Regions from separate parts of the Mus musculus genome. Here regions 1 and 2 are each linked to region 3. A link is a contact called in public Hi-C and Micro-C data. All regions are on one chromosome and are shown on one strand. The core of a region is the stretch at or near the end of the contact, and the rest is flanking DNA. Distances in the headings are between cores, read along the strand shown. Region 1 holds the start of Rarres1 (retinoic acid receptor responder (tazarotene induced) 1). Region 2 has its middle 4.8 kb from the start of Gm25919. Region 3 holds the start of Mlf1 (myeloid leukemia factor 1).

Region 1 (2,700 bases), core at 75-2,574, 140 kb after region 3:
CCCACCCCCCAATAACGAGGGAGGTTGTCATCAGGGCTCCTCTTTCCTCAAAGAAGAGGACAAGATCTTAAGTTGTGACTTCATTTCTCCGGTGAACTAGTAAAGGCTGGATGGAGCCTGGAGTAGAGACTGTCCCTGAGACAGTAAAGATTGTTTTGCTGTTGCTGTTTATTTAACACTCACAGTAGTTTGCCTTTTTCTAGAAATAAGGAAATAAGGCTGAGAGTTACGAAGGTGATTCACATCATCTGATGCTACACGGAGGATGGTCTTTATCATCACACCAATTTAAATCTTATGCTCCACTCTACAGAAGATGCAAGGCTGCGGATCTGTGGCTTTGTGGAACACCCCGGGAGCCTCATTGCCTCGGGATTCCGCAGTTGTGTAACTTTAAAAATCTGTTTAATGAAGAGAGCAACACATCTACAGCCACTGTCCGGAAATCAGCAAGCGATCTAGGAGCTGAAAAGTTTCGATCGCCCTTTCAGTTATGCAGAAGACGGCGGCCCTGTCACTCCCTAGTTAGATTAAGAAGATACCAGAACTGAATGGTCCCTGGTCAGACCCCTGAGTAACCTTTACCACTTTATCCCGAAGCCTTGCACTGGTGGCCTGCCATGAACAACGAAACTCTAGAAACGTGTCTGCGATGTAGAGAGCTGGCTTAGCTTTTGTACACACACACCTCCCCTACTTTGGTAGGAGCCATAGAGTCTAAGCCATGAGTAGACTGGGTACACAGTGCGCATGCCAACACCCACACTGGGTACCCCGACCAGGGGCTGTTATTCATGGGACCTTTTTTCTTAGGTTCTCAAACACGCTAAGTATTTCTGGCCTCAGAAATACCGGAAAGGCAGAGGCAGCGTTGGAGGGCTCCGCGCCTCTCGCGCGACACAAGCTCAGGCTGGGAACGCTGCGGTCCCCGAGCGTGTCCCGCCGCGTCGCGGCTCACTCACCCACGCGCGGCCCTCCTGCACGGTGGCCAGCACCCGTAGCGCGCTGGGCGAGCCCGCGCGGAAGTTGAAGAAGTGCAGCGCAGCGCGCGCCGCCAGCTGCAGGATCCCGCGTGGCAGCCCCACGGCCGCGGGCTGCCGGGGGACTTCGGTGTATTCCAGGTCCGCGGGCTCAGTGACAGCAGCGGCCAGTGCGAGGCTCGGCAGCAGCCAGAGGCTCAGCAACAGCGCTGGCATCGGGGGTTGACGGGGCTGCATGGACACGGGCGGCAGGGGCCCACGGGGCTGCGTGGATGGGGAAAGCTGGCGCTGAGCTCCCTGGACCCGGTTCGCAGTGCTCACGGAAATAGGCCACGGCGGCCACTCCCCTCCGCCCCCGGGTCGCCGCCCTTCCTCGCCTCCCTGTCCAAGCAGAAGGACCAGAAGGCGCCTCCGGGAGAGCGGGTCATGTCCCATGTCCCCATGACGCGGTGAGAGGGGACATGGGACAGTGGGGCGCCTCCTTGAGGGCACACTCCGACTCCAACTCTGGGAACTTAGCTTGTCGCCTGCGGCTGCTGCAATTTCACAACCCTCAGGTCTTAGAACCCACTCCAAAGGTTAGTTGAGGTGAAAGAGGAGACGGGTGGTGACAGGGACCAGTGGCCTTGGCCTTGATGGGGAATTTGAGAAGAGGCAGCTGGAAACAGGGAAAGTGTGCAGAGGGCGGGAGCAGGTAGTGAGCACCTGCAGGCCAGGTAGGGAGGAGGGGCGGTGGGCGACCGGACAGAGGTTTTGAGAATCAAGTAAATTAATTAATACTGGAGAGGGGCCTTGGGTTGAAGCCAGATTCCAGTGGCGTGAGGTGTGGAATCAACGCGTCACTGAAGGCAAGAGGTGGCTACTATTTTCTAAACCACAGGTAAGAGAAAGCCCTTTAGGGACCTGTGAGGTGGCTCAGTGAGTAAAGGTGCTAGCCACCAAGCCCGATGACTGGAGTCTTGCCAGGACCAATGTAGTGAACAGAGAGAACATACTCAAGCAAGTTGTCCTACGACCACCACCCACCCACCTACCTACGTACAACATAACAAATTAAATAATAAATGAAATGAAATGTAAGAGAGACAGAACAACCGGAGATACCCAGGGGTCTAGCCCACCTCATCAGCAGCAGTCGCTATCCTGAAGGACCAAAGAATGATTGAGACCCATTTGTTAACTACTGCTTGTGAAGCTGGGAGACACCTGTGGAACAAAGGGAGCAGTTGGCTGGGTATCTTTCCTGCCATCCCAGCCTGCAGCCTACTGCCTGCCATCTGCCTTAGACTCCAGTGCTCAAAGACGGGATTCTGGAAGGAGCCATCCTATGATCACCAAGCCATAGGCCTGTGGACAAAGAGAAACTGTCTAAACGATACTCCCCCCTGTTGCCCATCTGTGGACTGTCTTTCCTTCTGCAGATTTACGAAACACCTGGGTCATGGGGAGATGAGGATGAGCAACCAGATAAACATCTGGAGCACACCTACAGTCGATGAGCCAAGGGAACGTGTCCTGTGCTGTTTGCAATAGCATGCTCTGCAGAAAATTGAGGAGGGAGCCAGAAGCCTTAAGATGGTGACTTAACCCAGGTCAGGGCTGGCAGTCATATCAAGAGGGGACAGCAGAATCATTGGGGTAGGTGGAGTATTTCAAAAAGGCCCACATATCCTTTGTTTCCATTTTCTTTCCCTCTCTCACCCTGCCCCTGGACTAACCA
Region 2 (2,700 bases), core at 112-2,611, 190 kb after region 3:
AAAATGCTGCAGCACTTCCAACAAGAAAATTTGGCAATATTTAGCAAAGTTCATTTTTTACTCTAATGCATGAATCCCTCCTTAGCCTAAAAAAAAAAAAGCCCACAATTCCTTCAGATAATAGAACAGTTATCGTACTCAAGATTATTGCAAAACATATTTTGTAATAACAGAACCCTGGAGATGTGCCAACTGCATCGCAATTCGGGACAAATGTGTTTGATGATATGGGATGGGGTGGAAGAATATGGAAAGGTGTATAAGCTGGTAAGAGTGAGGGAAACCTCTGTGAAATCTTATAGAACATTTCTCAATAGAAGTTAGGTAGACAACTGATACTGCTGCTTTTGGACAGGGCTTGATATACAGCCCTGCCTGGCTTTGAAATGTTGCTCCTCACCCCTCTCCTTTTTAAAGGCCTAAAGCAGGAACCAATTACGATGTTTAGCTTTGAAGCTTGGGGGAGGAATGGTGGAGGTGAGAACCGAACCGGACCGAACCGAAGGCTTCTCAGGTCAAGCAGATCACCAGCCTTTCTGACATGCTCGACAAACCAGGTCACTTAATGTGTACATATGCTGAAATACGTACAGATCAGAGGGTGATAACCGTGCGTGTGGGGTTAGGAGGGGGAGGAGTTGAACCATACGTAACTCTGCACTGTTGCAATTCTTATATTCTGACAAAACCATGCTAAGGGAGGAGACATTTATTTTGGCTCACAGTTTGAAGGGATGCAGTCTGTCATGGCAAGGAAGGCATGGTGTCTGCAGTGGTTAGCCAGACACTGGCAGCTTCTCATGATAAGAGCAAGGGACCCTAAATAGTCACCACCTTTAAGGTTTTCCCCAGTCATTAGCTTCTGCTACTAGGCTACACAGCCCAAACACTCTATGAAATGTCACAGAACCAAAGTTCATTTTTTTTACTCTAATGCATGAATTCCTCCTTAGCCAAAAAAAAAAAAATCACATTTTTTTTTTTTTTTAAGGAGTGGGTGGCAGCAGTGGACCAGGGGCTAGCGAGTCCCTTGTGCTCATCTGCTGATGGGCGCATGCTGGATTTAAAGCCGGGCGGGCGTCATTTCTGAATAGTCCCTCTCTGTCTCTCTGTTCTGACAAGCTGTGTTGGCACCACTTGGGGAATGTCCCAGTTGTAAAATATGCTCTGTAGAGGAGTGTTCCTATCTCCTAATGCTGACATTCCAGTGGCATTAAAAATAACCTTCTCATCCCAGAGGTCTGTGTTTGTGCGCGCGTGCGCGCGCGGGTGTGAAAGCCTGTGTTGTGAAGCTATACTCCTGCTTAGTAGCCTTTTGGCCAGCGAGGAAGGTGGAGCCCCTCCCTTTGGATGTCTTTCCTGCGCCATCTACTGGCAGAGGTGAACATTGTACCGTTGGCAAAGGAACACAACATTTTAGGCAGCTTGGGAAAGGGTAATGTTGGGAGCAGACAGTAAATCCAAAATCCACGTGGAGCGTGGTTATTGATACTCAACATAGCTGTTCCTGAATCAGGTTTGTCCTCCTTTTCAGTTTGTGATTCACAAATATAAATGCACCGTTATTATTGCTTGATTTATAATGATGCATTTCTGTTACTCAGCTAAAAGGCTTCTTTAAAAACTTTCCAGTTAGGGTTTGGCAAAATGTCTTAAAGAGTAGAGGGACTTGCTGTCAAGCACGACGACCTGGGATTCATCGCCAGAACACACACGCTGGAAGAAGAGAACCGACTTCTGCAAACTGTCACCCTACCACACACTCATTTATAAATAAGTGCATAAAGCAACTGTAAACATTCAAATAGAACCATTCATGATAACCTGTTTTTCTGATTCTCTCATCCCTTATAGGGGAGGAAAAATACAATGTGTTTACTTTCTGCAGTTGACTTTAATGCAGACTTCCATGCATGTGGGCGGGGAGACCAGCAGATAGCCATATAGTTAACACACAGATAGATGCATGCAAAACAGGAGAGAAAACAAATCCTAGTGGATGGGAAGGGGGCCATGGACACAGAACAGTCATAAAAGGCATTTGAAAAGTAGATTTATTAAAATAAATTTATATTTACTTATTAAAATAAATTTATTAATATAAGTTTGGTCATTTGTGTTAGATATTGAGTGTGCTATTTTATCCCCAGCATGATATATGGGGATGTGAAATACTCCCTACAGGCTTATGTGTCTGAAGACTTCATCCCCAGTTTGTTGGCATTGTTTTGGTTCTGTGACATTTCATAGAGTGTTTGGGCTGTGTGGCCTAGTAGCAGAAGTTAATGACTGGGGAAAACCTTAAAGGTGGTGACTATTTAGGGTCCCTTGCTCTTATCATGAGAAGCTGCCGGTGTCTGGCTAACCACTGCAGACACCATGCCTTCCTTGCCATGACAGACTGCATCCCTTCAAACTGTGAGCCAAAATAAATGTCTCCTCCCATAGCATGGTTTTGTCAGACATCTGGTCATACAATAAGGAAAGTAACTAACACGGTACCTGTTTTTATTCCCAACATGCCAGCCTTTCTGGTCTTCAGGACAAACCAATTGTGTATCTTCCAAGGTAGATAACTTCCCTCTCTTCCTCTTAAAACCTTTTTTCTTTTTTTGGGAAATGTTATGCATGCATGTTTTGCCTGCATGTATGTATTGTACCACATGCATACCTGGTGCTGGTAGAGGAAGAGGGCACTGG
Region 3 (2,700 bases), core at 192-2,691:
GATGGAACTCTTTCTCACAAGTTTCCTTATTTTGCCTCAATGCAAAAGTGCTTTAATATGACTGTTTGTCATGCTACTGCCTGTGTTCATTTTATAGTCTCTTTAACATTTGCCTTGTGCCAAACAGAAACTAATTTCGGGTGTTGTACAGACAGTTTTGCCATGGAGTTATTTTGCAAGTCCTCTGACCCATGCATGCTCTCTGAGCAGCGTGTTGAGGCCAGAGGAAGATTAAAATAGCCTATTTATTTCCTGGAAGGGCCGTGTCATTTTAGATTGTAAAGTTGGCCCTGCCTCAAGCCAGTCCTCTGGGGAGCAGGAGGACCAGAGAAACCTGGTGATTTGGGGGTGGGGGTGGGGGTGCGTTTCAAAGGATTACATTTCCAGCTCCCAAAAATAACCCTGAGTACTTCTGCCACTTCCAAATCAAGTCCTGGTCACTTCTTCCCAGTGGCAGCATGCCATATGTCTCCCACAGGGCCCCAAGGAGCCATGAACACCCCTCCACCTCCCCAAGGGAACTCGCTGGAGAGTGTGGGGTCAGGTGAATTGAGGGGGTGTGTGCAAGTTGCTTCTTCTTCCTTCCGTGTCATTTCCCTCCTCTTTCTCCTTCTCTCCTGCCTCCAGTTCTTGGAAGGCCTATATAATACTTTTCAAACCCTAACAATTGAATAAAACTTTCATGTTGCCGACTTCCCACCAATCTTACCGATACTATTTCTTGAAGATCAGTTAAAATGTTTGGGCTATCGTTGAGGTACTGGACTGCTTTAAGGTGAAAACCATCTTCCTTACTACAAATAGAAGGTTCCTTTATACTGTAATGGAAATAATTGAAATAGAATTTTAGCTAGATATGGCTGCTTGCTACAAATTTTGTGCCCAAATTCTGCTTGTTAAGAACGTTGGGAAGGTGATAAAGATTTGATCTAATCCTTGAAATGGAGCAATTTTCATTTTGCTTTTTTTTTCTTTTTCTCTTTCTTTCTTTTGTGTATTTGATCCTATGTCTAGATGTTATTTGTGTATTGGGAGACACTGCTTTGAGTTTTAGAATTACAGAAAACTGTATTTGTTTTGTTTTTGAAATCTCATAGGCTGCATCTTGTTTCCTTCAAGAAGTGAATACAAACACTTGTCTATTGTTCTCAAAACCTTTTTTCATTATTTGACCAGCTACCAGAGAATTGTCGGGATTAAGGGCGATTTGGCCAAGGTGATTCAGAACTTGTCTAATGTTTTGGTTCCTGAGGCTCCTGAGAGACCAAGTTGTCTCTCAGGAGCCTCGCGGATGGGGCCTCCAGACAAACTTCACGCCGCCAGTGTGTTTACAGAGGTTGCCATAGCAGCCGAGCGATGTCCTTCCCCCTTCTCCGCCTCACCTTAGTGACGTCATAAGGTCATGACCAATAGGAAAACGGCCTGCGTCAAGCCCCGCCCTAGTCGCGGGCGCGGCGATTGCCGCCGGCAGACGCGCGAAGCAAGCGGGAAGCAGGCTGGTGGCGGCGCAGAGAGCTGCGCCCATTTCCATCCGCGCCCGCCGCCCGCCGCAGGATCACGATGTTCCGGATGCTGAGCAGCAGCTTTGAGGATGACCCCTTCTTCGCGTGAGTGTCCCAGCCGCGCTCGCCGGAAAAGGCGAGGGGACTGCGCCCCGCAAATTGTCGTGGGGGGGGGGGGGACACGCCCGGCGGGAGGCGCGAAGAAATGGGTTTGAGGAGAAACGGAGTGAGGAAAAGTGGTCGTGAGGAGAAGTGTGTGAGAAGTGGGGGTGAGGAGAAATGAGGGAAAGAAGAGGCTATAAGGTGTAATAGGGATGAGGAGAAATGTGAGAAGTGGCTGAGGAGAAATGCGGGTGAGGAGAATGGGGGACGTAAGAAGTGGGCACAGGAGCTGAAGGACTGGAGTCATTAGGATATAGGGTGTGAGGAGAGGATTTGAGGATATTTGGCATGGAGAGATGGAGGACATGACACGAGAGAGGGTGAGCTGAGCAGGATGGGGGTGAGGAGGATTTAGAAGCCTGAGGTGAGGAGAGGGTTTGCTGGTGGGAGCCGAGGACTAGGATCCTGAGCTATGGTTCAAGGTGCAGGCTGCTGACTATTTGGGGCGACTTGGTGTGTGGGTGGCCTCGAATCTGAAACCCTCCTGTGCAGCAGCAGGGCTTATAACTGGTGATCATAACTGCCATATTAGTGGAACTTCTGATCAGAAAAAGTCCCTTGAACTTCACATAGGGGTGGAAGTGCTTTCTAGGGTGACAGTTCCTTGACTTGAGAAACTGTGGAGGGGGGTGTGTTTTTTATTTTGTTTTGCTTGAGAGAGGACTCCGATGTAAACCTTACTGGCCTGGAACTCGGTGTAGATCAGGCTGACCTCACAGAAGTCCACCTGTTGCAGCCGCTGCCACTGCCGCCATCATCTCCTCCTCCTCCCCCTCCTCCTCCCCCTCCTCCTCCCCCTCCTCCTCCCCCTCCTCCTCCTCCTCCTCCTCCTCCTCCTCCTCCTCCTCCTCCTCCTCCTCCTCCTTCTTTCTGGAATTAGAGGTTGTGTGCTAAGTTATTTAAAACAAGTTTTCATATAGTGAAGGCTGTCACCTTGACAGCACTACTAAGTAGGAGAGTTGAGCTGGCTGCTTCGAAGTGGTTGGACGTTGCCATGGGACACTGTTTGTTTTCTTTACCTGCCTCCAGCAGAACT

Evidence for each region. A called contact is a pair of places that touch in the nucleus more often than the background predicts.
Region 1: a Micro-C map of embryonic stem cells shows a contact between it and region 3, with 2.9 times the contacts expected there. The contact joins the promoter of Rarres1 here to the promoter of Mlf1 in region 3. A contact is called at or near these places in 5 of 39 promoter capture datasets (the 3T3-L1 cell line, the C10 cell line, cranial neural crest and 1 more) and 4 of 484 Hi-C or Micro-C datasets (cortical neurons, embryonic stem cells, liver and 1 more).
Region 2: a Hi-C map of Sertoli cells shows a contact between it and region 3, with 2.4 times the contacts expected there. The contact joins the enhancer-like site here to the promoter of Mlf1 in region 3. A contact is called at or near these places in 15 of 39 promoter capture datasets (the 3T3-L1 cell line, 3T3-L1-derived adipocytes, the C10 cell line and 10 more), 1 of 15 datasets of contacts at CTCF or cohesin (large pre-B cells), 5 of 484 Hi-C or Micro-C datasets (Sertoli cells, adipose-derived mesenchymal stem cells, embryonic stem cells and 2 more) and 1 of 9 other capture datasets (adipose tissue).

What each region holds. Positions count from the first base shown.
Region 1 is chr3:67,514,199-67,516,898 of GRCm38.p6, forward strand. It overlaps Rarres1 (retinoic acid receptor responder (tazarotene induced) 1), which reads right to left and starts at 1,325. Exons shown (of 6, transcript NM_001164763.1): 1 at 963-1,325. The coding sequence starts at 1,217. Gm40067 (a long non-coding RNA gene) reads left to right here and starts at 1,051. Exons shown (of 3, transcript XR_001783859.2): 1 at 1,051-1,558.
Region 2 is chr3:67,567,115-67,569,814 of GRCm38.p6, forward strand. No RefSeq gene overlaps it. Among named protein-coding and RNA genes, the nearest start is that of Gm25919, 4.8 kb to the right of the region's middle. Within about 2 kb of position 1,362, at least 7 of the 459 cell types and tissues checked have an H3K27ac peak or open chromatin away from gene starts, as enhancers often do. A contact at or near this core is called in Sertoli cells, where this site is marked.
Region 3 is chr3:67,372,656-67,375,355 of GRCm38.p6, forward strand. Mlf1 (myeloid leukemia factor 1) reads left to right here and starts at 1,442. Exons shown (of 7, transcript NM_010801.3): 1 at 1,442-1,607. The coding sequence starts at 1,561.